Regions from separate parts of the Rattus norvegicus genome. Here all the other regions are linked to region 3. Evidence: chromatin contacts called from public Hi-C data. All regions are on one chromosome and are shown on one strand. The core of a region is the stretch at or near the end of the contact, and the rest is flanking DNA. Distances in the headings are between cores, read along the strand shown.

Region 1 (6,714 bases), core at 1,328-3,827, 150 kb after region 3:
AACACACACTTTTGGGGGTACATAGTTAAACCAACCCAGCTTCAGTGTATGAATTTGGGGGACTGGACATGTAATTCATCCCAAGGGTTAAGGATATAGGTATGTTCTACCTGTGGCCAAGAAGGGCTGTGAATACGGCTCAACACAAAATTGTTTCCACTATAAACATTAAGAGATTTCTGGGAGGATTGTTTTGTTCTGTTTTGCTTTTTTAACAGTTCTAGAGTATGAACATTGTAACACCTTCAGTGTAACAGTGTCAAAAGGCTGGCATGCCTGGTCAAGTCTTAAAGGTGACTCCAATAAACTAGAGAGACAAGAATAAGACTTCCCATCCTTCTGCCTCATCCTGTTGCTGTCCTCACCACAGACGTTCAGCCCCAGTCACGAGAAGGGGGCTCTAGACCAGAGGTTCTCTCCTTTTCCGACCCTGACACTCTTTAACGCAATTCCTCCTGTTTTGGTGACCCCCCCAAACATAGAATTATTTTTGTTGCTACTTCATAACTGCAATCTTTATTGTTATGAATCATACTGTAGACATGTGTTTTCCAATGGTCTTAGATGACCCCCATGGAAGGACCCTCAAGGGGTCAAGACCCATAGGATGAGAGCCACTACACTAGAGGGTGGTTTGTAGCTTGACTTTGATGAGCGGAGACAGAAGAGCAGAGAAGAGCTAAGAGGAACAGGTTGGAATGTGGACTCCTGCTGTATGTATGGCTCTGGAGCTAGACTGTGGTCCAGGGTAGGGCAATCTTTGGAGGCTGTCAGTGGATGGAGTTTGTAAACCACCACTCCGCTGTGTCCTGGGAGCTTGTAAGTCCTGGGCTTGAGGGACAGATTCACAGTCCCTGAATCCCAATATGCTTTCGTTAAAAGCTAACTTTGGGTCAAAGTTAACTTTGGATCGGATGCTTGTTTGAACCCAAAGCTTTTCAAAGCTCCTCTAAATAACCTCATGTTGATGCCAATTTTCAGAGGCTAGAAGGGAGCTTCCTACATAGAGGCAGGGTGCTAACCAAAGTTGAAAGTCTTAACTTTGCTGTCTGATGGATCAAGTTAGAGGCGACCTCCTTCCTTGCTATGTAACCCGCATGATTACATAATATCATCCACACAATGCAGTGGTTAGGTACCTGCGCCTGAGAACGCCAGGCTTCTCAGATGTTTCTCAGAAGTCTCTGTGCTTCCGTTTCCTTCCCGGAAAGATGAAGATGAAACAATAATTCCCATCTCAGAAAGTGAGAATATGAATTGGATGACTTAACTCCAGCAATGTGTTTGTGCTGATTCATGGTACACACAGTTACTAACTACACAGAGACACAAGAACACCCAGAGATACATACTAGTCATTGTAATACTTCATGACAACACTCACAACAAAACAGCAAACCTTGTAAATCTTTTCAGGCAGCCTGTGGCATGTAGTCAGTCCACCTCAGTAGGGGAAATCTGATGTCACAAATTAGCCCAAGGTCATGTGACTAGAAAGTGGAATTGCTGAGATTTAAATCAAAGCCATCTGCCCTCAGATACATCTGTGTCCACACTTCAAGTTGCTCAAAATGTAATTTGTCTTTATTCAGATTTTTTTTCCCATTGTGGGCTGTTAACAGAGATAGGATGACATTTGCCAAATAAAGGGATAAATCTGCCTTAAGCCTAATTCCCAGTGAACTTTTTCTCTGTCCTCCTTTGACAGACTAGCAAGCCTTTAAGTTGGAAATTATGTTAAAACAAAAACAAAAACAAAAAAACCTCCGCTTGAGGTGATATCTAAGTAACAGACATCAGGACTTCATGTGTCTCCGTGTCTAGGAGGCTTAATGTTCAATAACCATGCACTGTAGCAAACCAGAAAAACAAAAAGCACCCACGTGGCTGCCGCTGGTTGCAGGTGGTGCTCATTACCACAGGGTACCCAGAAGTGGGTGCGGATCCTGAGGCGGCCTGCAGAGTTAAAGCAGGAATCACTGCAGGTCAAGCCCTGCCTTTCAAAACGAAGAGTTCAGAGTCGAGTTTAGACAACTTTTCATGCAGTACTGTAGAGCACCGCACTGGCTTGTGCTTGTAAGCACACATTTGGGGGGGCCTGGTGACTGACTCCTCCCTAACTGCTGACCCTAGTTTTGTTTCTCTAGGCACACTCCATAGATAAATGGTCCCATGACCACCCATCTTCTAAACACGGCTGATGTTCAAAGTGCACTGCACCAGCCACCAGTTTGAAAGAGCCGAGATATTTGTTAAAATGCAGGTGTCCCGGCCGTCCCCAGGGCAGTGGGCTCTACATTGCTTTCACATCCTCCACATGACACTGGGCCAGCCACTGGGGCTGTACCTATACCCCTGGCAGGGAGGAACCTTCCTGCACCCCCTCCCCACTCGCTGCTCCCGGTCTGTCTGAGCTTCGCCTCTAACTCCTCTAAGGGGTAGCGGTAACCCACGCTGGCTGGATCTCTCTCCATCCCCTAAGGCGCTTCACAGAAGCCACTTTGCCCTGTCCCTACCCTGTCCATCGCCACAGCTAAGCCTGGCTGAGCCAAGGGCTGCATCCACGCGGGTGGGGCCATCTGGCCACACACCCGTCCGTGACTCAGCCTTCGCGGGCGGCGCACAGCTCCAGGCCGTGCGGGGACAAAGCCGTGCCAGCGCGCCGCACCTGCAGGCCGCCCAGCACCCCCGCCCTCTCCTCCTGGGTGGGGGTGGAGGGGAGGGAGGCCCTGACTGTTGCCAGGCAGGCTGGGCCCGCGGCGGCTGCGGTTGGCTCCCGGTCGCCCGCCGCCCCCGCACCGCCTCCGCGCGCTGAGTCACCCCGCCCCACCGGCCGCCGCCCCGTGGCTCCCACACCTCTGCGCCTGCGCATACTGCTGCATTTTTTCCCCCACCCCACCCCCGCCACGGTCCTCGCCCCATCCGCCGCTCTCGTGCGTGTGTGTGCGCGCGCACTAGGCGCCAGGCACGCGGAAAGGTCGTCAGCTCTACTTTGTTGCCAACGCAACATCAGGTACGCCCAGGAGTCCCCTCGACACTGTCTTGCACTGTCGCTTGCTTGTCACCATGGCATCCTCTCTGATGCTGTTTGCAAACCCCTATCCAGGTTTTGGCTCTGCCGCAGTGACATCACTGCACAGCACTGCCACCACCACCTTGTTTTTGCTCGGTGGACCTCAAAGGTTGAAGCCCGCGACACTCTTCTGGCCGCAACATAGTCTGCACCCAGGCTCACCGACCCAGACCACCCAGTGGTGTGCGACCCTGGCCTTTGATAAAGTTGTTGTGGTGCTGCTTGGGCCAGAGTGCTAAATCACCAAAGGTGCAACCCCTTGGTGCACATAAATGTAAGCTTTTGTTCAGAGGACTGGGGGCGGGGATGGGGGTGGGGAGGAGGGGCCTCAGACTAGCATATCTAAAGAGCTAGGAGAGGGGGCTTGGGGGGGAGGGAGTATCCTGCTTCAGTCTTGTTTTACCCTTCAAAACAATATGGTGTCTCCAGGTGCAGCTCAATGGCAAATATGGCCAACATGGACGAAGGCCTGACAGACCACCAACTCTGAATCTTCCCTTTGGGTGATTGTGTGACACTGGGCGATGGATTTATGCTCTGGATCTCCTTTGTCCTTCTGTAAAATGGAGTTGCTATCATGGCTATCTTATAGGACTGTGGTGAGGACACACACGACAGTGCAGTAAGCCCCAGGTCAGTGGCTGACTCCCCTTGGAGGGTATGCACTTGTTATTCATCAAAAACATAGCCAGCTTGAGGCCATGTTTGTGCTGTTTTATCTTGGGGCTCTTCTCAAATCTAAACGCCCGCTTTAACCACTCCTGTGAACTACCCAGCCAGGTATGTTGGGTTCCTCCTTTGCTCCACTCTCCTGAGATCCCATCCAGAGAAGACATTAGAAACCAGAGGCTGTGGGTTAAGGCTTATTACCTCCCTTGGTACTGTAGGAAGGCCACATGCCCTCCCTGAGACTCCCTGAACACCCCCTGCCGCACAGGCTATGATGGATAGCTCAGTAGACAAGATGTTTTTAAGGTAAGCTTGTGAATAGGATACATAGATATCACTCAAGGAACTGGATGCTGATGTCTGGGGCTCCTGTCCTTGCCCTACCCCCACCCCAGCCAGGTTTCCTGAGCACATTTGGATCCTGCAGTTCTGTGGTGTTGCTTGTTCCACAGGACCTTCCATACCCTGCCTTGACAGTAGGCTTTGAGAGCAAAGACTATGTTCTATTGCACCTTGAATTCTCATCACCAAGCAAAATGGCTGACAGGCAGCCTAACTGACACTCATTCAGTCTTTGTTATCAATATAAGACAGCAGGAGGCTATAGAATAGGTACTTCTCTGGGCCTCAGTCTTCTCATGGCTTGGATTGAATGTGATCTCTTAGGATGCCCCTGGTCCTAGCAATCCTTAGGCTGCAATTACTCTTCATCTGGTCATGGTCTAGTGTGTTTTTACATCCCACGTGTGCTGGATAGCTTTAGGCCAACTTTAAGCAAGCTAGAGTCATCTAAAAGAGAAAACCTTGATTGAAAAATGTCTCCATGAGATTTGTCTGTAGGGCATTTTCTTAATTAGTAATTGATGGGGGATGGGGATGCCATCCCTGGGCTGATGGTCCTGGGTTCTATAAGAAATCAGACTGAGTAAGCCAGTAAGCATCACGCTCCATGGCCTCTGCATCAGCTCCTGCCTCCAGATTCCTATCCTGTGTAAGTTCCTGCCTTGACTTCCTTCCATGGTGAACAGTGATTTGTAAGCATATGCCAAAAAAACCCTTTCCTCCTAGTCTTAGTTTGGGTTGTATCACTGTGAAGAGACACCGTGACCATAGCAACTCGTATAAAGGAAGACATTTAATTGGGCTGGCTTACAGTTCAGAGGTTTAGTCCATTATCATCATGGCGGGAAGCATGACAGCATCCAGGCAGACATGGTTCTGGAGAAGGAGCTGAGAGTTCGACATCTTGATCCAAAGGCAACAGATGGAAACTGTGTACCATACTGGGTGTAGCTTGAGCACAGGAGACCTCAAAGCCCGCCCCTCCAGTGACATACTTCCTCCAAAAAGGCCACACCCACTCCAACAAAGCCACACCTCCTAATTGTGCCACTCCCTATGACCAAGCATTCAAACAGCTGTGTCTATGGGAACCATTCCTATCAAACCACACTCCCCAAGTTGCTTTTTGGTCTTGATGTCTCCTCACAGCAACAGACACCCTAAGTAGGACAGCAGCACATGTTCCTGTGTTTAACCTTGTGTGTGTTGTATGAGATGATTGAACATGTCCTGCTAGTTAAGGCCCCATCTCCTTCCAGTTCTCGCTGGGTTTTTCTGCTGAGGCACTGACTGGCTCTGTCGTTGTTAGAGGCACACAGAGCTGATTGTTCTTGGCAGATGAGGTCAGTTTTGCCTTCCTCGCTTGGCAATCACTGCAGTGGCACATGGCCTCCGAGGGCTCTAAGGATAGGCACCCCCTGCCCGTTCCATTTACCCACAGTTTGTCTTGGCATGTGCAGTATGTGCAGATCGCTTGGGTCAAGGAAGTGTGTTCCACCTGTGCGAGGATCAGTTGGTCAGAGAACCACTAGACTGTCACCATCTGAAGGAACAGACAAATGGTGCCAGTGCACCTCTAACAAATACCTTCTCCTGTTATCAGTAGGGACGAGAGAATGAGGGAAATGTGATTTCTAGGGAAATCTTTTCCCGTCCAGCCAAGTGGCCATGGTGGGATTTTCTGTAACATCAGCCCATCATGTGGCCATCTGTCAGTACCAAGACACTGTGCATACAGGGCAGATTGACAAAGATGTTTACATACAAGGCCGTAAGTCTTACAAAGAAAATCTGTTCCACTTCCCTTGAATTTAGGCTAGCCTTTGACAGAAAGATGCAGTTTCCGTGTTTGACCTCGGCAGAGGCAGTGGGTAATGGGAGCAGCTGAGGTATCTGAGATCTGGCCATCTCACATGGAGCCATCCTGACCCTCACTGTCTGGATGAACACCACCCAAAGCCCTGGCTCACAGACCTGAGAGCAGCAGCAATGGCTTCTGGTTTAAGCCATGGCGTCTCCAGGCAGTTTTCTAAGCAGAATGTAAATGTTCATTCTCTCCTCCATCTCTAGTGCAGAACAGCAACTCCTTAGCTGGCTCAAGTCTCTGTCCAGTGAGCCTCTCAACATCTCACCCCAGACGAGAATCTGAAATTAGGACAATGTCTGAAGTCCTGGAAACTCCAACCCATGCATCAGGACAAGAGGACTATACTGCCTCACAGCTCCCTGTGGCTTAGGAATGGTACTGGGTTATGAAATGGGCTGCCAGCAGCACCAATGTTAATGTCAGGGTGCTGCTCAGCAGGGCGCCCATGTGTGGAAGGGATTTGACAAGCTGCAGCTATTCACTTCATGAGTTCACATGTGAGTATGGTGTGTGTCAGAGCAGTGCACCTCTGAGTGTAGTGTGTGGTGTCAGGGCAGTGTGTGTGTGTGTGTGTGTGTGTGTGTGTGAAGGCTGTTCACATGTGTGTGTGGTGTGTGTAGGGCAGTTCACATGTGAGTGTGGTATGTGTCAGGGCAGTTCACATGTGAGTGTGATTGTGTCAGGGCAGTTCACATGTGAGTGTGATTGTGTCAGGAAAGTTCACATGTGAGTAGTGTGTGTCAGGGCAGTTCACATGTGGGTG
Region 2 (6,020 bases), core at 1,101-3,600, 210 kb after region 3:
ACACAAACACCTACATTTATTTGTGCGCGCGCACACACACACACACACACAAAACACAGGCTCCACAGAGAGCATTTGTTGTGGAGTCCATTCTCCTTCCACAATGTGTTTTCTGGGGATCCAACTCAGACCTTCAGACTTGACAGAAAGCACCTTCACCAGCTGAGCCACCACACTGGCCCAGCTGCACACATTGTAAAGACAAATTAGAACCCCTGGTGTTAAGGGTACCTCTTACAAAGCTGAAAGGTTCTTTCTATTCCTCACTACTAATGGCCTGGAGTAAACAAAAATTAGTTAAAAGAACTGATTTTAAAAGAATTATTTTCCTGTTAAAACCAGACTTCTGGTTAGACAGCACAAGTTAAACCTGTTCACACAGGATCTACCAGAGTAGTGCTTTTGAAGCATATTAAAATGAGATCCTATGCCATTTTAAATAGCACTGTAATTACACTTTAAACTTTGAAATCACTAAAAGACATGAATGTACAAGGGACCGTACTAAGAAGAGGGTTGGCCTTTCCTGACTGCAACCCTCTTAGCTACTGGATATAAAGTCAAGTGTTTCAGAGACAGTCAAAGCTCTTATCCTTATCCCCCAGCCCAACTTACTTGACATACTCCCAGTTGTATTACATAATAAACTGAAAAAGTCTAATAAAACAGGAGGATTGATGCTTTCTTATAAACCCTGTCCAGTCTTTCACCAACTACAAGAATGTTTAATATGCTAGCCTAATGTAAGAACCCCATTCCCACTCAAGGCAAATATCAACTGTTTGTCATCAAAACTATACTTCATTTTGTGTTTTTAAACCAACACTGCATCAGTTCTAAGTTCAATAGCATATGGAAGTGTGTGTGGGGGTGTCTCACTACATACTTCTGGCTGGCCTAGAACTTACCGAGATTTGCCTGCCTCTGCCTCCTAAGTGCTGGGATTTTAAGGCGTGTGCCACTATGCTATATGGCATATTTAAAAGTACATTTTGATGGTGGGTCTTCAATTTATGTACACCAAAAATTTGAAAAGTCTTAATTTCCCCTGTCTTAGTATCAGACCCTTACTAGAACATTCTGGTTATTTAAATAAAACATCTTAACTCTTCCATACAGTATGGCTTGTGTATGTGAAGACATTACTTGGTGAGCAGTCCTTAAGGGTTTTATGTTTGATTTTTTAAGTTACAAAACCGCACATCAGTAATTCCAGAATTTTCCTTGTCATCTAGAAATTAAAGCAGCGACTTTGGTAACCTTTTCATGTAGTGTGCTGTAAAAAACCAATGCCATCAGATAAGCAAAAACTATTTTTAACTTTTGCATTTAGGGCAACAGAAACATAACTGGGCACCTAAGATTTAACACATTTTCTTTACCACCCAACAACAGTTACAAAAAGGCATGCGCTTCAATAGACACAAAATGTAACACTAGGCAAAGGCTATCTGCTCTAACAGGCTAGCTGAGTGGGGCAGGCCCCTGACTTCTGACAGCACAGTGGCACGGATTTCCTTTCCGAAAGCAGAAGTGCAAACGATCCAACCACCTGCTTTCGGACAGCTCAACTTACGATTTGCCCTCGACCATCGAGTTTTCCACAAAATCTTACGTATAAACTGCTCCCTGATTAAGTGGGACAAATTGAAAGGCAATAAATCGTTTGCAAACGGTTACCAGCTGATTTTTAATAAAAGTTTTAGCTTTCCTGGGAGGCTGCAAATGAGCTACTAACCAGGGAGAGTTCTTGGAATACCAAGACTCTCGAGAAGGAGGCAACAAGTAAAGCTCCGGCCCTTAGGGGCTGCTTAAAGCCAAACAACTTACTCTGAGGCCGGGGAGCCAGGAAATGGGCTCACACTCTGCAACCAGTCAGAGCAAGAGGCCCAGGCCGGCTCCACAGCCCGATCCCAGCTTTGAACAGCCATTCGTGGGCAGACTCAACCCCACAGCTGCAGCCCGGCCCGCCCGAGGCCTCGGCCGCCCTCAGCCCCGCGCCTGCTCCGCTGGGAGTCAGCCGCCCGCCCCGGCCTCCCGCCGCCGCGTGCCTCCCAACCCGGCTCCCGCGTCCTGCGACGTCGCTCACCCGGGCCGGGACGGAGTGGCGTCCGAGAGACGGCGCAGCGCGAGAAGAGCTGAGCAGGACGAGCAGGGAAGGAAGGGTCGAGCCCCGCACCGCTTGGGGCCTCCGCCACCCGCAGAGGAAGGACCGAGCAGAGCCGGGAGCACAACAGCCCGCGCCTCGCACACCCGCCGCAGCGCGCGCCCGCCGCGCCTGAGCCCGAGGCAGGCCCGTCGCTCGTGCCCGCGCACGCCGCGCCGCACTCCCAGTCGCCTCAGCGCCGCCCGCCCGCCCGCGTGATCCCGCCCCTCACCTTCCTGCGGTGGCTTTGCCCCGCCCCTCTAGCATGCTCGCGTCCTTCCGGTCTGCAAACCAATGGCAGCTCTCCCCTGTTACATAAGCGCGCAGGGGCGGGGCCTAGGACGGGAACTGCAGAGCCCTCGCCCGCCTCCCTCCTTCCAGCCCTCTCTCTTGGTGGTGCCTCTGCGCGGGGGCGCTTTGTCCTGCCCCTGCGGTGTGTGACCTCCGGCCTACGGGCGGTGGTCGGCAGAGTGACTCGATAGTCACTCCCTTGTTTCCCACTCACCAGGCCTGGCCTCAGCCCCGCCGCCCTCGTTCTTCCCTGGCTAGCTCGGAGCCCTGTAAGGCGCTAGCCGGAGCGGCGGGGGAGTCGCGCCCGGGGCCCCGCGTGGCCGCCGGTCGGCCGTGACCCCTTGCCAGACTCGCTGCCATTGTTCTCTCACTGGTTCCGTGCTCAGGGTATTTTGACCTACCAGGGACTTTCACATAGTTGGAGACTTGAGCCTGAAAATCCTGCTAAATCCATCCGAGCCTGCTTAGCCTGTGCAGGCAGGCTATTGGATTGCTAATATTTGGGGAAAGAATAAAAGGTCGCTCCCTGCCACCACTTGATTTAGACAACGTAGTAAACTTAAAATACCTGATTAAGAGCGATTGCAATTCTAACATCGAGAACATCTAGTGGTGATTAGAAATGGTGGTGGTAAATATCTGCATTCCTTGCCCTTGTACCTGCAACATGTTGCTTCCCAGTTAAATCTAATTGGGTTATAGTTATACTGCATTTGTGGCCTTAAAAAAATCACCTTGTGGGCCAGACTGTCCTAGAACTCCTGACCCTTTCACCTTCACAGGAACTGTGACACGTGTCACCATGACAAGTTGGAATCTCAAATTTGCCTGGCAGTGTCCAGAGAATTGGTTGAATATGAGGATAGTCTACTTTCCTTGGACTATGATAGCCTTGTCACAATATTGTTTCAAATAGCCAGAAAGACGTGAGCTTGCTGCTTACTGCAGTTGGGCCATGATTGGAGTGTATTTATCTTTGATTTCACTTTTTTTGTTCACATTAGTTTTGTTACTATTGCTGATGGTAATCAGTTCTGTAAGCTCATTTTTATTACTCTTTAGCCAGTGACCAACAAAGTGCTGATATTGAACAGAATGTGTCTGAAGAGACTGAGGTTTGGAAAAGACATGTCAAGAAGCTATACTATGGGCTGGAGAGATGGCTCAGAGGTTAAGAGCACTGACTGCTCTTCCAGAGGTCCTGAGTTCAATTCCCAGCAACCACATGGTGGCTCACAACCATCTGTAATGGGATCTGATGCCCTCTTCTGGTGTGTCTGAAGACAGCTACAGTGTACTCATGTATATAAATAAATAAATAAATCTTTTTTTAAAAAGCTATAATATAACTATTAATGGTGGTCACATTTGTTGTATTTTGGGTTGAGAGTCTTGGAGGATCTAGACATGAGAAACACAAAGAGCTGTTTGTCTACGCATGAGTGTCAACACTGGAACTGGACCATGAAATCTGCAGCGGTGGGTCAGGGTGGGGTCTGAAGACTTCTGTTGTGAAGTAGGATTGGTTTGTCGTTTTTTCCTCCCGCGGCCTGGGGAAGTATTCATAATAGCTAATATTCCTTGAGTTTTTAATTCATATCTCATTTGAGAACTTAATAGAAGCAATAGGTGGAGTTCTCCATCTCAGGACAGGGCTTTGTTAAACCGGGTCTATCAGGAATCACGAGGTGTTTGGGTTCTACCTGGCTGGTGCCAATAGCATCCATTTACACTTGAGGCAACTAAGAGTTGAGGATGCTTACAGATGTCCCCTGGGGAGTCAGAGTTTACAGCAGTTTCCTTTGCTGCCACCACTTTATCTGCATCCTTCGTGCTTGAGGTTTTTTTTTTTTTAAATGCCACCCAGATTTCTTGTCTCCTCTATGCTTTTTGTCCTTTTTGTCACTCCTGTGTTTAAGTACTGTTGCCTAGAGAACACGGTGTGTTGATAATTGTGTGTGGCGATTAGGGCATTTGAAATATAAAGGAGAAAGGATGAAACCAGAGTGGGTAAGCTCCAGCATGTGTGCAGTGACAGTTGGTAGAAGGCGGGTGCCTCTGCTTTGCCACCAGCTAGTGTCTTTCTTGCTTTGGTTACAAAAAAGTGACAGTAAACTAGATGGGAACTCTTGGGTTTCTGTGCATATTCCGGCGTTCAATTTTTAATGCTACAAGTACTTCTGGTAATATTTTCCCTTTTCTTCTTATAGGTAGTCAGTCACTTTAAAATATTATGCGATAAGAACTTGCTGATTTTCTATCCAAAATCCACCTCATGAAATGAAACTGCTTCTCTGGAGATGAAAGATGAAAGGCGCATTGATCTGTTTGGATGCATGCTGGGGTTCCTGCGATGAGAAAATTGGTAAGTTTCCAGCATATTAATTTTCAATAAATAAGTTATTAAAAGATTTATTTTCCGTTGTAGCTGTTGTGAATTGATACCTAAATTAATAAAGTGGCATGAGATTTATTAGGAAACAAAAGAGACAAGGTCCAAGCTTACACCTATAATCCTAGTACCCAGAAGAATGAAGCAGGAAAATGGATAGCCATGAATTTGAGAGGCTATGTAGTGCGTTCATATCCTGTCAGAGTTCATATACCTGTTAGATCCTGTCTTTAAAAACCAAAGCAAAACAGCACTACCGTCAGTAACAACCAAAACGGGCTCAGAGAGGGGCTCCTGTCTCTGTAGCACTTTCCTTGGAGAGAGCAGTAGAAAAAACAACACTGGTTGCTTCACTGCCTCCTCTTTACCTGCACACCTTCTGCTTGAGGCTTTCTGAGACTGCAACCCAGATCCTCTTGTCTCCTCTATGCCTTTTAGCCTGGAAGGAGTCTGATTCAGTCTTGAGGCTCTGAAGGTCACTCACTTGAGACAATCCCTGCATTTCCAGCTCTCATTACAGCCTCTCCTCTGAGTTTGTCTTGACAGTGCAGATGCCTGCTGCTCACCTCTGCCTCGGGGTTTTACAGCTACTTCACATTAGTGTCAGATTGTCCTGACTGTAAAGCCATCGACTTCAGGGATGTTTATGTGTTGTAACACTTTAAAACGGGCTGCCAGTTCACTCCTGGTTGTAAGATAAATCTTGATTTCAGCAAAATTAAAAGAAGTTTAAACAGCAATGTGGGGTGTTAGAATGCATCAGAACAAGTAAAGTACTTAAGCGTGGCCTTGGAGAGAGACTCAACATTTGTATTTTGAATGCCAAGCAACACTGATGACGGGCACTGCAGAAGACCTAAGTGAACAGAAAGGCACCTTAACTCTGTAGGTCAGAAGATTCAGTGATCTCTGCATCGATCTGCAAATTAAGTGTGGACCGGACCGAAACCCTGCTGGCATCTTTGCATATGTTGAAAACCCTATCTAAATTTATGGGAGTCGAGAATAGCTAAAATAATCTAAAAACTGATGATACGCATTTCCCAATTTCAAAACTTACTGCAAAGCTATGGTAATTGGTATGGCATGGTGGGGAGGAGGACGGCCATACACATCAGTTCACGGGATTGAGAGTCCAGGATGAAGCCTCAATGCTGTTGTGCTTTGTTCTGGGACCACTGTTGTCAGCAC
Region 3 (6,461 bases), core at 156-2,655:
ACGACCTCTTTTTGGTTGGCCAAACGAGCAGTGTCCAGAACAGAAACACGGAGCTAGCTTAAATTCGAGACACAGTACCTTCAGTGCATCAACTATTTAAAATTTGTGAACCCATACTTCCCCCCCGGGGTCTCGAAATCTAACATCAGAAACCGTCTCTGGTAAATGTTGCTTCCAAAAAATGATGTAAGCCCAGTCAGTACAAACGTTCCTCTGCCAACCTCCCGTATAAGGGGAAGTGGATTAGGTTTCTCACAGGAAAACTAGTGCTCCCGGACCTCGCCTTCAGACTGCGGGAATACTCGCCGCACCCACTTAACCCTTAGCTGCCCGAGGCCGGCGGGTGGGGCGAACCGAAACCGCGCAGCGGTGACTTTAAAGCGCTAGTCCTGGCGTCCGCGCCATCCGCAGCCACCTCCCCTCCTTGGCTCCGCCCAGGCTGGTGCCTCCGCGCTAGTCCCCGACTCTCTTTGTCATGGCGGAACTGTGTCAAGGAGCCCAACCTACTCCGACTGTGAATCCCCCCCCCAACCCGGGCAGAGGGTGGAGCAGTCCGCGCACCCGCCCCAGTCGGATGGTGGGGGGGGGGAGGGAGAGCGACTCACCCTCCCGGGGGCCCGATGCCATCCGCGCCCGCAGAAGCGGAACCGCGGCCGACCCGCGCCGGACACACCCCGCTCCCGCCCAGGGTCCCCTCCGCCTGTGTCCGACCGGAGTCCCGAAGCCCGGACAGCTGCGGTAGGGGGAGGGGCAGGGCCCCACCCAGACAGGCGCAGCCCCCACTAGGGGGCCGGGGCTCCGGGAAGGATGCGCACCTCCCACCGGCCCGGGACGCTGGGGACCCCGAGCCCCTGTGACCCCATGCCTAGCTCTGGCCGCGCCCCTCCCCCACCGCGCGCCCCGAGAGTCCTTTCCGGCATTGCGGGACCCAGCAAGCCCAACTCAGGGTCCCCGACGAGCCCCACCCCAGCGCCCCGCATGCTACCTGGCTGCCCCCCGCGTGGGGGAGGGGTGGCGGGGGTACCGCGGGTGGGGGCGGCCTCACCTGCGCCACGACCGAGTCACAGTCGCGGGCGGAAGCAGGGTGCCGGCGGGGGCGGATCGCGGTCGCCCTGGGGAGTAGGAGCCCCTGGGTATCGCGCGTGGGCGCCTGATCCGCCACCCCCACCCGGGGACCAGAACGGGGCGATGAGCAGCCGGGCAGGCCAGAAGCAAGCGGCCGGGGGCGGCGGTGGGCGCCTGCCCGGGCCCGGCGGAGCCGAGCCGCCGCCCGGGTCCTCCAGGGGAGACCCCTCTCGGCCCGCAGCGCAGCGGAGGGCTGAAGGGAGCGGAGGCCGACTCAGGGCGGCTTCTCACCTGTGTCCGGAGTGGGTGGCGGCACACGGACCCGGCTCGGCAGTCTCTGGGCGGCGGCAGCGGTGGCGGCGAGGCTGAGACTCTGTCCCTGATCTGGCTGCTCACAGGCTACAGCCGCTCCGCAGACACGGGGTTTCCTCCAATCACTAGCCCCGGCAGCAGGGGCACCACACGCACGATGACGTCAAACGCTGCTATGGCAACCGTTGATTGGTGCCCACAGTTCTCCGGCCCAGCGCAACCGCCGCTCCCCTGCGCGCGCCCGGCCGGCCCGCCCGCGCCCGAGGGCGAGCGGAGGAGAGCGCGTACCCGCGCTCCGCTCCGCTCCAGACCCTGCCTTCACCCGCGTGCTCAGTTCTCTCCCCACCGCCCCCGCGAGCTGCCCTCCCTCCCCGCCCCTGCGGCCCGCGGAAGGAAGCCTCTCCCCGCCCCCACCTCTACTGGCGGGCACATCCGGGACCTTCGCATCTCCCCACCCCACCCCCTCCCGCCTGGCCGCCCTCTCTCTGCGCTGGTAATGGCGGCGGGCAGGCTGCAGGGCAGGGTGACAGCGGCTCTACTGCCAGGGCATTGTGATCAGAACCCCGGAGCAGGGCAGCGGCCCCGCCGTCGCGGGGCGGGGCGGGCGCGGTTGCTCCCTCCCGCGGTCCGCTTTACCTGCCTGCTGCAGGAAGCGGCCTTAGACCTTTTAAGGCTTGGAAAAGCGCGAGGCTGAATGACGCCCTGCCCTTCCAGTCGCGAGTTCGGCGTCCGCACCGTGACAGCCTCGGGGACAATGGGTGGTCGCTGGGAGGAGCGGGGAAAGGGTTGGGTTTGCGAGTTGGACGTGATCGTAGAAGCCTGACTTGGGGCGAAGCGGGGAAACAGGCTAGAACACACCGAACTGCTCTTCATGGTCTACGCTTTTACCCTCCGTAGGGCTTTCATTGGGAGACGCATCGTTCCTAACTAACGCATTGTAAGAGTGTGACCCTTTTAGGTTCTGGAAGCAAGGTTTGGGAGCGTGGTCGTTCCTAGGGCCCTAGTGGAGGAGGAGCAGCAGGGCTTCTACGCCCGGAAGAAGGGGGGGGGGAGGAAAAGGGCGGAAATTGCAGGTGCCTGAACCCACAAGGTCTCCACCCAGGAGACGGAAGTTGAAAGGAGATGCAGTTTCTGTATGAAGTATCTGCTTTTGCTCCTTTTAACTGTGCTCCTCTGAGCTAAAACATTTTTTGGGGGCTACACTAAGCACAACTGAAAAAAGAACCTCAGGAATTCGGCCCAGAGCTCTCTGGAAGACTTCATAACAAGCTATTCTTTCCCTACCACTGTCTTATCCGTATGTTGGATACATTGTCTGAACCACAAGCTTGTTCTACAAATTATAACTTGCCTGAAATGACAGCTAGCTAAAGATTTGCCTGTGACCAGTCGCTCCCCTCGCCAATCACCCCCCCACAACCCGTTTCCACAGCAATAGATTCATAACATGCTAAGCAGATGAGCAAATTAATGCAGGTTTTACTTCCAAGATACTGAAGTCAACTTACTTTGGCTTCAATGTAAATTCTTTCAGGGAGTGACTCACTTAAAATGACTTGTTTCAAAAGCTTTCATGTTTCCAGTTCTGTTGTAGGCGCTAGAAATTTGACAGAAGATACTAGGTTAAATCTTTTGTAAAATGGGAGTGGCTGTTAATGTCTGCAATACGCATCTATATGGAATATATCCTTGGGGAAAGGTAAGAGATTTCCCTGCATAAAATGCAGACTTGCTTTGGGAAATAGCTAGTTTGGGCGTTTGCCTTGTGCATTAACTAGCGAGGCTTCTTTGTGTTTTAATAAACCCATAGGTGCGTTTAGCTTTTACAAACTTCAACCAACATGCGTGCCTAATAAAAGGCTTCAAGGGGGCCAGAATTAGATTTGCCTTGGAAGGCCCAAGTGAAAAGTATTTTGAAGAATAAAAAGTATTATGTAGCAAAACCAATAAACAGAGCCCATGGGCCTGAACTCTGGGGAAATTACTGGTGACTTTGATTAGCAGCCCGATTGTCTTACTGTCTTCTCTACTCAGGTCTTACCTCATGCAGATGATTGTCTCCTGTGTAACTTGATAGGCACAGTAATAAAATAGCAGCAATAAAAATGCCATCTGGGGCTGAGGAATGCATGTGTGTACTTCTGAGCACCACTCCATGTAGTTTACTGTAATTACATTTTGGGAACAATAAAGGTGGTAGATGTCTCTGGTGTTCAAAAAACTAGTGAAAAATGAAGTGAAGCTTCGTTAAAAGTAGTAGGTCTAAAGTACAGATGTATTAGCCCAACACAAGACATATACACAGTAGTACTCAGTATCCCATTCATTATATTCCTGCCCCAAAGACAATGGTCTTTTCAGGGTTATGCTACACAGTAAAGTAGGGAGTTTAAATTAGTGTCATTCCAACTGGAGACACATGTCAAGGGTGATCTTTTCTGTCATAAACAGTTCCAGCAGGCTATAATTTCAGTTCTGCACCTTTTAACTGAATGAAACATAGTGTGCCGGGCTTTGCAGTCAGAAGAGGGGCGATCTTGCTTTGCCATCCAGAAGTTCTTTAGATTACTAAGTTGGACACACTAATTCCCAGCCCCATAAAATTAAATACCCTGACTGAGAGAGTAAAAGAGTGGGCTGCGTTGTGCTGTAGAGGACAAGGAAGTAGTAGATACCAAGAGTTGTTCACTAAATCCTCTTCTCTAGTTGCCGGAGTTGGGTCCCACCGTTGAGTCTCTTGAAGCTAGCTGTGGCCCACTGACCAACTGCTAGGCAACAGGACACAAAGTGATGCCCTCTGCTTGCGTGCCTGAACCATAAATCTTCCCTACTAGGATCATTCATGGTTGAACCCCAAATCTGCCAACCAAATAGCAGACCAAGGCATCGAGGAGAGACGTTCATAAAGTGGAAGATCCCATGGTTGAGGATGGGTTCAGCTGTTGGAGTGTTTGCTTACCATGCCTGAAGCCCTGGATCTGAGCCTACCACAGAACAGTATCGGGAAGACAAATTGGGTGGAGAAGAGGATCCCATGTGCAAGGTCATGTCCAGCTACATGAAATGAGATCCCGAATTATAAAAAGAAACACCCCCTCGCCCCCTCCCCCGGCAGTGGTTAAAGAGACTCCTTGGTGGTGGTGGTGATCTGTCAGTCAGGGCAGAGCAGATGCCAGTCATTGTTCACCTAACTTGTTGCCTGGCAGTGCAGCAGGAGGAAGACAGAGACCTGCGTTACTTTATGGCACCAGTGCAGGTGAGAATACATCCATAGACCGCCCTCCGTCAGCACAGGCTATAGACATAGAGCCCAGCTACAACCCTGCAGAGACCTGCAGTCCAGCATGCCACCCGCAGACTAGCACAGGCCATAGGCACCTGCTTGTCATCACACACACACTGCATGTCACCCAGAGGCTCGTCAGCCAGGGCCCACCTGCAGCAGGAGCCACCACAATGTGAGTATGTGGTACACAGATGGGGGAGAGAGAGAGAGAAGTGAGCGGCTTGAGCATTATGAAGAGAGGTGGGACTGGAGACTCAAGGTGGAGAGGAGGAGCCTGTTGTGAGTGGCCAACCCTGCCACCTGGAGCCATGCTGAGGCCCCAGCTTGAGCTGGGGGCCATGTTTGGGTTTCTGGTCCCTCAGCAGCAGGGTTCAGTGTTAGATCACATGAATGTGCACGGACGGACCTTGCAGAGCCTGCCCACCCCTCAGTGGCTGCGTTGCTCAGAAGATCTGCCCTGCCTCTTACCCGTGGCAGCACTCAGGGGAGCACCTTCTCCAGGCAGCACAGTGGAGCTGGCACTGGTGACCGGGTGTAGGTGAGCCAGCCCTGAAGGTGTGAGTGTAGGAGAGAGGATTCTGGCAGTAGGGAAAGCTGCCCACAGGATCATGAGCAGAAAAGAGCTAGCCCTGCCCCTCACTACTGAGGAGAGCTAGTCCTGCCCCTCACTCCTGAGGGGAGCTAGCCCTGCCCCTCACTGCTGAGGGGAGCTAGCCCTACCCCTCACTGCTGAGGAGAGCTAGCCCTGTACCTGGCCTGGACAGCACAGCAGAGCTGACCCTGGTGGGGCAAGTGAGCCAGCCCCAGGGCGAAAATGTGGAAGAGCTGGCCCCACCACTCCTCTGCTGTGAGGTAGCGTGGGTGTGGAGATGATGCCCTCTACCTCTCCTCACCCCTCACCCCCTGTGGCAGTAGGGAGAGCTGACCCAGGGGTCATGGGAGCAGGTGAGCTTGTCTTGCCCCTTACCGCCTGCAGCACTTGGGAGAATGGGCCCTGCAGCTTGCCAGGACTGCACGTAGCACTCGCCCTGGTTGAGAGGGCACAGATGAGCCAACCCTGAAGGTGAGAGTTGAGCAGACAGAGTAGAGCTGGCTCTGGAGGGGTGGGTCTGGTGAGCTGGCCTGAGAGAAGTAGAGCTGGCCCTACCTTCTGCCAATGACAGCGTTGGGTGGCCTAGCTGGAGCAGTGCAGGAGCGCTTGATCACCAGCCCAGCTGCCACGCAGGCCTGGGTCAAGGGCTCTGAGTTGGCCTGCCCCAAATCTATACCACCTGTGGATGATTAGGATCCTTGAAGGATCCAGTCCTGCTGGTCCAAAGCTTCAGGGTCTCCATGACACAGGGCAACAACAGGATAACTGCAGGAGTCCCGGCAAGGATCCAGTGTTGATGGTGCCCAGAGACCTCAAACCAGACCAATGATTCATTACAATGAACACTTGAAAGGGAAGATGTGTAGACAGAGGGACACACTGTGTGACACACTACAGCTTCCACTATGAGATGTTTTCTAATGTGTGTGTGTGTGTGTGTGTGTGTGTGTGTGTGTGTGTGTGTTTTATTTGGGCAGGAGGTTGCAAGAACCAAGGGCAGGCATAAGAGGAGTCCCTAGATGAGCAGGACTGGGGTGCCTGATGGGAAATTCACAGTGTCAATAAAAACTTTAAAAAAGGTGGAAGAAAAAGGAAATCAATAACAAGCCATAGTGTGCCACACCTTTAATCCTGGAGCTCAGGAAGCAGAGGTAGGCAGTTTTTCATGAGTCTGAGGCCAGCCTGGTCTACATAGTGAGTTGTAGG
Region 4 (6,613 bases), core at 763-3,262, 170 kb before region 3:
CTGGTCACGCTGACTGTGCTCCAGCTTGGTTTCTTTTCTAATGAGTCACATCTTCCTACTAAACTGAATACTGGTCACTAGCAGAACCCTAGTCAACTACTGCAATACATAAGAAAATACCATAAAAAGGAAAAAACTGGTTAAAACTATTTCAAAAGATGGAACATTGAACATACAGCCACAAAATAAATGAAGAATGTAGAGGCAAGATTCTGAGCGGTTAGAATATTGGTTCACTGACATGAATTTATAAAGTTAATTTGAAACTCAACTTTTCAAATGTCAGGACTGGGTTTTTCTGAATTAAAAAAAAAAGAAACCACTAAGTTTCAAGTCTCTTAAGTTTTCTTTTCATAGAAGTTCTTTCGGTTACTTGCTCAAGTTACCTTCTTTAGCTTACATCCTGTCATCTCCTGTGAGTTGAGAGCTCTAATGAAGTGACACTAAAAGTGCCCTTTGAGAGCAAAAGGGCAGGCCACCTGCAGTGCACTTTTACAACTTGTAACTTGTGGCTTCCGATCACCTAAGATGCTGTTTACTCAAAATCTCAGTATCACCTTTATCTATGAAAAACTGATCAACCCCAGTCTTCCTTATTAAAATAAAAGCCAGACAGAACTGACTTCTAGTCAGGGTCATCTAGACTTAAAAACTTAACATCAGACTGTAGACCTTATCTGATTCTTGGATTTCTGTTTCAGTGAACTGTCAAACTTAAGAATATAAACTCAATGTGTTACTTCTCAACTACTCCAAGATTCTGAAACACTTCACACACACACACAAAAAAAAATCAAAGAAGCTATTATTAGTTGTCTGCTACTAATTCAGCATAATCCTATCCAGGTTACCCTAATGTTTACGACCAAAACTGGTCAGCAGTTTAAAATTCATAACCACTGGTGCTATTTTAGAAAAAATATGCATGTATACATTAAATAATCACTTCTATTAAACTTAATATCCAACTAATTTGTTTGAAAATGAGCCAAGGTGTCTGGTGCCCTAGAGTCTTCCACATCCCCTCCTCCACTGCAGGGTTAAAGACAGAAAATACTTCATCTAGGGAAAACCCCAGGCAGTGCACATGGTATAATGTCCCTTTCGCGGTCCACAAGCCAGGGGTATGCTATTAGGAAGGAGCTCATGACCCTAAGGACCACCAACAGGCATCTCCCTATTAACTTTCTTCTAAAGCCTGGGGCTCCTCCCAGCGATTGAGCCACCCGCAGGAACAGGCCTCGGGCCTGTGAGGTTACAGGGTTCAACACGTGGTATTTCCCAACACTGAATCGTACTTCCTCCCCAGCCTGAATGCCGGGCCAGGGAAGGAGATGGAGGGGCGCCTCCACCCGTTGCTCCACTCCAGAGGGGGCTCGAAACCCCCGAACCCCACAGCTTGTGGCGGGAGCGCCGGGAAGGCTACCTTACCCACCCTCCCGGCGCGTCATCGCCCTAAAGTTTGAGAGCGACCGATGGCGAGAAAATGGTCGCAGAGGAGGAAGTGCCGGCCCGCGAGGGGCTGCGGCGCCGTGCCCTCCCGCCCCCTCGGCCCGGCCCGCTAGGCCCGCCGCCCCGGCCGCATGGCCGCCCGCCCGCCACCCTCCGGCCTGCCGCTTACCGTCCGCCGGCTGCTGGAAGTTCACGTACGCGTAGCCCAAGGAGCGGCGGGTGATCATGTCCCTGCAGACCCGGATGGAGAGGATGGGCCCGGCCGGGCTGAACTTCTCGTAGAGCATCGCCTCGGTCACGTCGGGGTGCAGGTCCCCCACGTACAGAGAGGCCATGGGGTAGCTGGGGGCGCTGGGGTTCATCTCGGCACGGCTGCCCGCGGGGCCGCAGGCCGCGACCTTTCCCGTGAGAGGAGGAGAGCGAGTGCGGGGCCGGGGGACGGAGCCGGGGGGAGGGGAGCGGGGGCGAGCGCAGAGGGACAAAATTCAACCGGAATCGACGCGTACTCAACGGCCGTGGAACCGGGGGAGCGAGGCTGGCGGTGCTGGGTCCGGGCGGCAGGAAGGCCTCGGTCTCTGGGTTCCTGCTTGGAGCTGCGGGGCCGCGGGCGGGCGGGTCGGTCTCGGCTGCTTCACCGGGTTATTTTATAAAAGAGGAAGAAAAAAAAATAAAGTCTCCGGCGGGGGAGACGCGGATTTTTTGTAAATTTTTTTGGGTTTTTTCAAAGGATTTTTTAGATTTTTTTTGGATTTTTTAATAATAAATGTGTGTTCCGAGCCCGGAGCACACACTCCGCACTCTCAGCACTAACCGCCGGGGAGAAGGGGAAGCACCGCCTCCTGCACCCTCTACTTATACCCCCCGCCGCACTCGCCCCGCCCACGCGCGTCTGACGCCAGGGCCCTACGCGAGCGACGGCGCCGGAGGAGGCGGAGGAAAGCGCAGAGGAAGGGAGAGGTGGCGGCGGCAGCGGCTGCTGCGGGCGTGGGGGTGGTGGCCGAGGCGGGGCGGGGCTTCTGCGCACGCGCCCCAGCCAGGGGCCGACTTCCCGCTGCGCAGGGCCAGGAAAGGGCGGGGCAGTTAGTAGGCGGTCCCGGCGCGGCTGCTGGCCACGCCCCTCGCGCACACGCCCCGCCTCCGCCCGAAAGAGCGTTAACCCGTCAGCGCAGCGGGTGGGCGGCGCGCGGGGCTTCCGGGTTTCTGGGCGCCAACCGCCCCTCACGTGCGCGAATAGTCGCGGCCTCTTCCCGGCGCCGCGGCTGGGGTTCTGCCTCGCTAGCCCCCCGCCCCGAGCGGCGCCGGACACGGGTGGGCGGGCGTGAGCCTCTGCCGGCCGAGTTTCCGAGGTGGACGCGGAGGGAGGCAGGGTAGCTGCCACGTTCTCCTACCCGGACCGCACTACGAGTCCCAGCGGGCAGCGCCGCCACGCGCGTGGGCCGCGGAAGCGGTGCCTGCCGGGAGCTGGAGTTCTCAACGGCCGCGGGCTGGCTGACCTCAACCGGACCCCAACCGTCCCGGGCGTGACCCAGCACGGGTCCAGGACCCTTGACGAGGGGGAGGGGAGGGAAGGGGAGGCGGCTGTTGGAAGTCTGGCGCTTAAGATATTCTGTCGGAATCTCTGAGCTGCTTCCTACATTTTTTACAGTGGTAAACAGGACTCGAGAAAAATGGGTTTTCCTTTAAAGTATGCGTTTCTCACAGTTACTCTGTCACTCTTAACCAAACAAACCTAGATAGCCTGCTTAAGCAGGCTTCGTGGCCACGCCTTTCACCCGCTTAACCAGGGGTGGCGCCGATGCCTTTAACCCAGCGTTATAGAGGCAGGGTCTTGCAGATCTCCGAGTTGAGGGGCACCCTAATCTACATATCTAGCTCCTGGGTGCCAGTGTTGGGGGATGATGTAAATGATTGATAGCCACAAATAGAAATGACATTACATCAACATAAAAACCACACTTTAGTAGGTTTCTACAGTTTTGAAGTCCTATATAAACATCCTTTGACAGTGATGTGTGGGAAGTGAAGCAAATAGTACTTACTAATTTTACGGTTAACAGTGTCAAAAGTTAAATGACTGCTCAGCTCTTTAATGCAATGATCGTCAGTGCATACTTAGCCTATTGCCTAGTGTAAATTAGTCATAACTCTTCTCAGTTAGAATTTAGGTCCAGAGAATCTTAGATGCTGTTCCCATCTTCCCATTCTCACCTCCCCACTCATATTAATGGAAGATAATAGTTTTGAAAAATACGTTGTATGCTTTACAAATGAGTATCGTTTAAGGCTGTTCTTTAGGAAAACATACTACACAATCTGTTTACTCAAATAAGGCTATAGTTTAAATAGTTAATCAAAAACACCCTTCACTCTACTAGGAGCATAGTCGGTTCCATTAGTATAGTCATTGAATGCCTATCATGCTGGGTATCCTGAAATAAAGATGGCGAAGCCAAGGTCTTAACCTTAGCACTTTAATAATGGTTGTTCTGGTCCTCATAAATGTAAATGCTTGAAGGGGCAGTGAATAAATATCCAGTCCCAGCATTTTTATCAGGTGGGGCATAACTATTAGAATCTATTCTAAAATGTTTCTTCAAAATAAGAGAGTGAAAATTCCATTGTTATTGTTTAAAAGAAAATGGCATCATTTTAGCACTTAAGCTCCTAAGGAAAGAGCAATATAAAACAGAACGAAAACAGAAGGGGCCTTGGAGAAGGCTGTCTGTAAAACTCAGTGGCTGACAGTGCTTGTTTCCCTGCCTGACCTGAGTTGTATACCCCAAGCCACAGGATGGGAGGCAAGAACCAAGTCCTGCAAGTATTTCTCTGACCACTCATTCCAAGGGCATGAACATAATACCATTGTAATAATGCATGAAGGAGCCTTATGGCCAATAACTTGCAAAGATGGCAGCAAGAGTTAAAACCACGTATAATCACTACCTTAACCTATCATTTTTAATATACCCTCTTGGAGGAAGAGATTACCTTTAAAAAAGAGAGAGAGAGAGTGTGTGTATGCCACCCATGAATGATGCTCAGAAGAGAGTATCAGATCTCCTGGAGCTGGAGTTAGAGATGGGTTTGAACTGCCTAAGGGGGGTCCTGGGAATCAAACTCAGGTTCTTTGAGAGAGCAGCAAGTGCTCCTAACCTCTGAGCCATCTCTTTAGCATAAGTCCCCGTGAAGACATGATTGTAAATGGCAGAAGTAGAAAGAAAAAACAAAAAACAAAAAACGGACTACTTTGTCAGAGCGAGCATTTAGCAAGCAGTGAGATGAGGATGCATATTCTATAGCTCCCAGGTTGTACCTTCATTTTCCTCCAGAAACAACTGTTAAAACGTGTTTTTGCTATGCATCCATTTTGTACAGACTTTCAAATGGAAAGTCCAATTAGTAATTCAGCCTTCAGGATAGCTTAGTACAGGAAATGAATGCTGAGTGGTGGAGAGAAGAAGCATTCTAGTCACCAGAAATATTCATTCTTTACACGTTAATTTTTATTAAAGACAAGATGTGTCTATGTAGTCCTGCCTGTGCCGGACTTCACTAGACCAGACTGGCTTCGAACTCAACGACATCTGCCTGCCTCTGCTCCAGAGTGCTGGGATTAAAGTCATACACCACCACACCCGGCTGAACAACCCCAACTTGTCACCCTAGGACGGTGCACACCAGAGGCCCTGGCCTGCTTGCCCATCTGACATCTAGTAGCCACTGGCTACTATAGGAGGCACATCCTAAGATGCTGCCTGGGCTCTTGGTTCTGGTTCTAGGCATGCAGGCAATAAACAGACCTTGTTTGAAGACAGGGTTTCTCTGTGTAACCCTGGCTGTCCTGGAACTTGCTCTATAAACCAGGCTGTTCTTGAGCTGAGATCTGTCTACCCGTGGCTCCTCAGTGCTAAGATTAAAGGCATGCACCACCACTGCCCAGCACAGATAGACTTCTAATGCACAGCCAAGCAAGCAGAGGCAAGTAAGGACTACCGAGTGAAAAGAGTTTCCGGACCTCAACAACTGAAGACAATGGTGATCCTACTATGCTCTGACTCCCTTCAGGAGCAACCAGGCAACCTCCAGAGAGGGTTCCTCCCTTAGAGGAGACTAAGGATATTCATAGGAAGTCAATGGACAGGATTTGTTAATTCCTTGTGCTTTTAATGCACTTCTCCAATCGTGTGTGTGTGTGCGTGTGTGTGCGTGTGTGTGCGTGTGTCTGTCTCATTCTCTCTCTGTCTCTCTATGTCTCTGTGTATCTCTCTGTCTCTTTCTCTCTGTGTGTCTCTGTCTCTCTGTGTCTCTGACTCTCTCTGTCTCTGACTCTCTCTGTCTCAAATGCTGCCTATGTTTATGTTTTTTTCCTTAGGTCAGCTCTCAGTAGTTGCTGATTTTGATTCAGTAAAGGTGTGTCCTATAGTGATTGACAGCTGAGGTACCAGCTCTGTGGAGACTGAAGGTGGTGTGGCGTAAGCTTGAGGCTCTGTGTCTCTGTCTCTGTCTCTGTCTCTGTCTGTCTGTCTCTCTCTCTCTCTCTCTCTCTCTCTCTGTCTCTTTCTCTCTCTCAAATGCTGCCTATGTTTATCTGACTTCTCTGTGTTATCTAACTTTAGACTGCACCATCTCTCTGTGGGGGCCTAAAGATGTCTAATGACATCAACATCATTCAATAACTTGTTTTATTTAAGGAATAAATTCTAAGACTCTCCAGAGAACCTATTTACTAGCACTTCACTAGAAATGTAGAAGTAATTTTTAGGTTTACCCAGGTTATACTAAGAATACATCCACATTAATTTGTAGTGTCTCATATCATAGCACAGTAAAAATTGGCTGGACTTAGAAAATCTTTAGGTAATACTGAGTAACGTGTTGGGAATGGACAATAGATGAACATAGTAGCCCTCTCTACCTACTGAGTATATGTCTTGTTGATCCTTGAAATAAAAAACAACTATATTGGGGCTGGGGATTTAGCTCAGTGGTAGAGCACTTACCTAGGAAGCGCAAGGCCCTGGGTTCGGTCCCCAGCTCCGAAAAAAAGAACCAAAAAAAAAAAAAAAAAAAAAAAGAAACAACTATATTGAATAGAAAAATGTTATCTAATGTTTCAGGAAATTGGCTATTTTGTTTCTGTTTGGGGTTGGTAAGGAATTCC

The links. Hi-C and Micro-C count contacts between places; a contact is called where the count stands out from the background.
Region 1: a Hi-C map of liver shows a contact between it and region 3, with 4 times the contacts expected there. The contact joins the enhancer-like site here to the promoter of Ywhaz in region 3. A contact is called at or near these places in 5 of 12 Hi-C or Micro-C datasets (Schwann cells, frontal cortex, liver and 2 more) and 1 of 1 datasets of contacts at active chromatin or transcription factors (oligodendrocytes).
Region 2: a Hi-C map of kidney shows a contact between it and region 3, with 3 times the contacts expected there. The contact joins the promoter of Zfp706 here to the promoter of Ywhaz in region 3. A contact is called at or near these places in 10 of 12 Hi-C or Micro-C datasets (the A7r5 cell line, the Rat2 cell line, Schwann cells and 5 more) and 1 of 1 datasets of contacts at active chromatin or transcription factors (oligodendrocytes).
Region 4: a Hi-C map of liver shows a contact between it and region 3, with 4 times the contacts expected there. The contact joins the promoter of Pabpc1 here to the promoter of Ywhaz in region 3. A contact is called at or near these places in 7 of 12 Hi-C or Micro-C datasets (the Rat2 cell line, Schwann cells, frontal cortex and 4 more) and 1 of 1 datasets of contacts at active chromatin or transcription factors (oligodendrocytes).

The regions. Positions count from the first base shown.
Region 1 is chr7:69,993,039-69,999,752 of GRCr8, forward strand. LOC100910524 (a long non-coding RNA gene) reads left to right here. Exons shown (of 4, transcript XR_010053763.1): 1 at 1-3,013; 2 at 3,107-3,347; 3 at 3,503-6,714. Among named protein-coding and RNA genes, the nearest start is that of Zfp706, 63 kb to the right of the region's middle. Within about 2 kb of position 2,578, at least 81 of the 93 cell types and tissues checked have an H3K27ac peak or open chromatin away from gene starts, as enhancers often do. A contact at or near this core is called in Schwann cells, liver and prefrontal cortex, where this site is marked.
Region 2 is chr7:70,056,809-70,062,828 of GRCr8, forward strand. Zfp706 (zinc finger protein 706) reads right to left here and starts at 2,351. Exons shown (of 4, transcript NM_001394374.1): 1 at 2,090-2,351.
Region 3 is chr7:69,847,297-69,853,757 of GRCr8, forward strand. Ywhaz (tyrosine 3-monooxygenase/tryptophan 5-monooxygenase activation protein, zeta) reads right to left here and starts at 1,406. Exons shown (of 6, transcript NM_013011.4): 1 at 1,357-1,406.
Region 4 is chr7:69,672,794-69,679,406 of GRCr8, forward strand. It overlaps Pabpc1 (poly(A) binding protein, cytoplasmic 1), which reads right to left and starts at 2,013. Exons shown (of 15, transcript NM_134353.3): 1 at 1,622-2,013. The coding sequence starts at 1,814.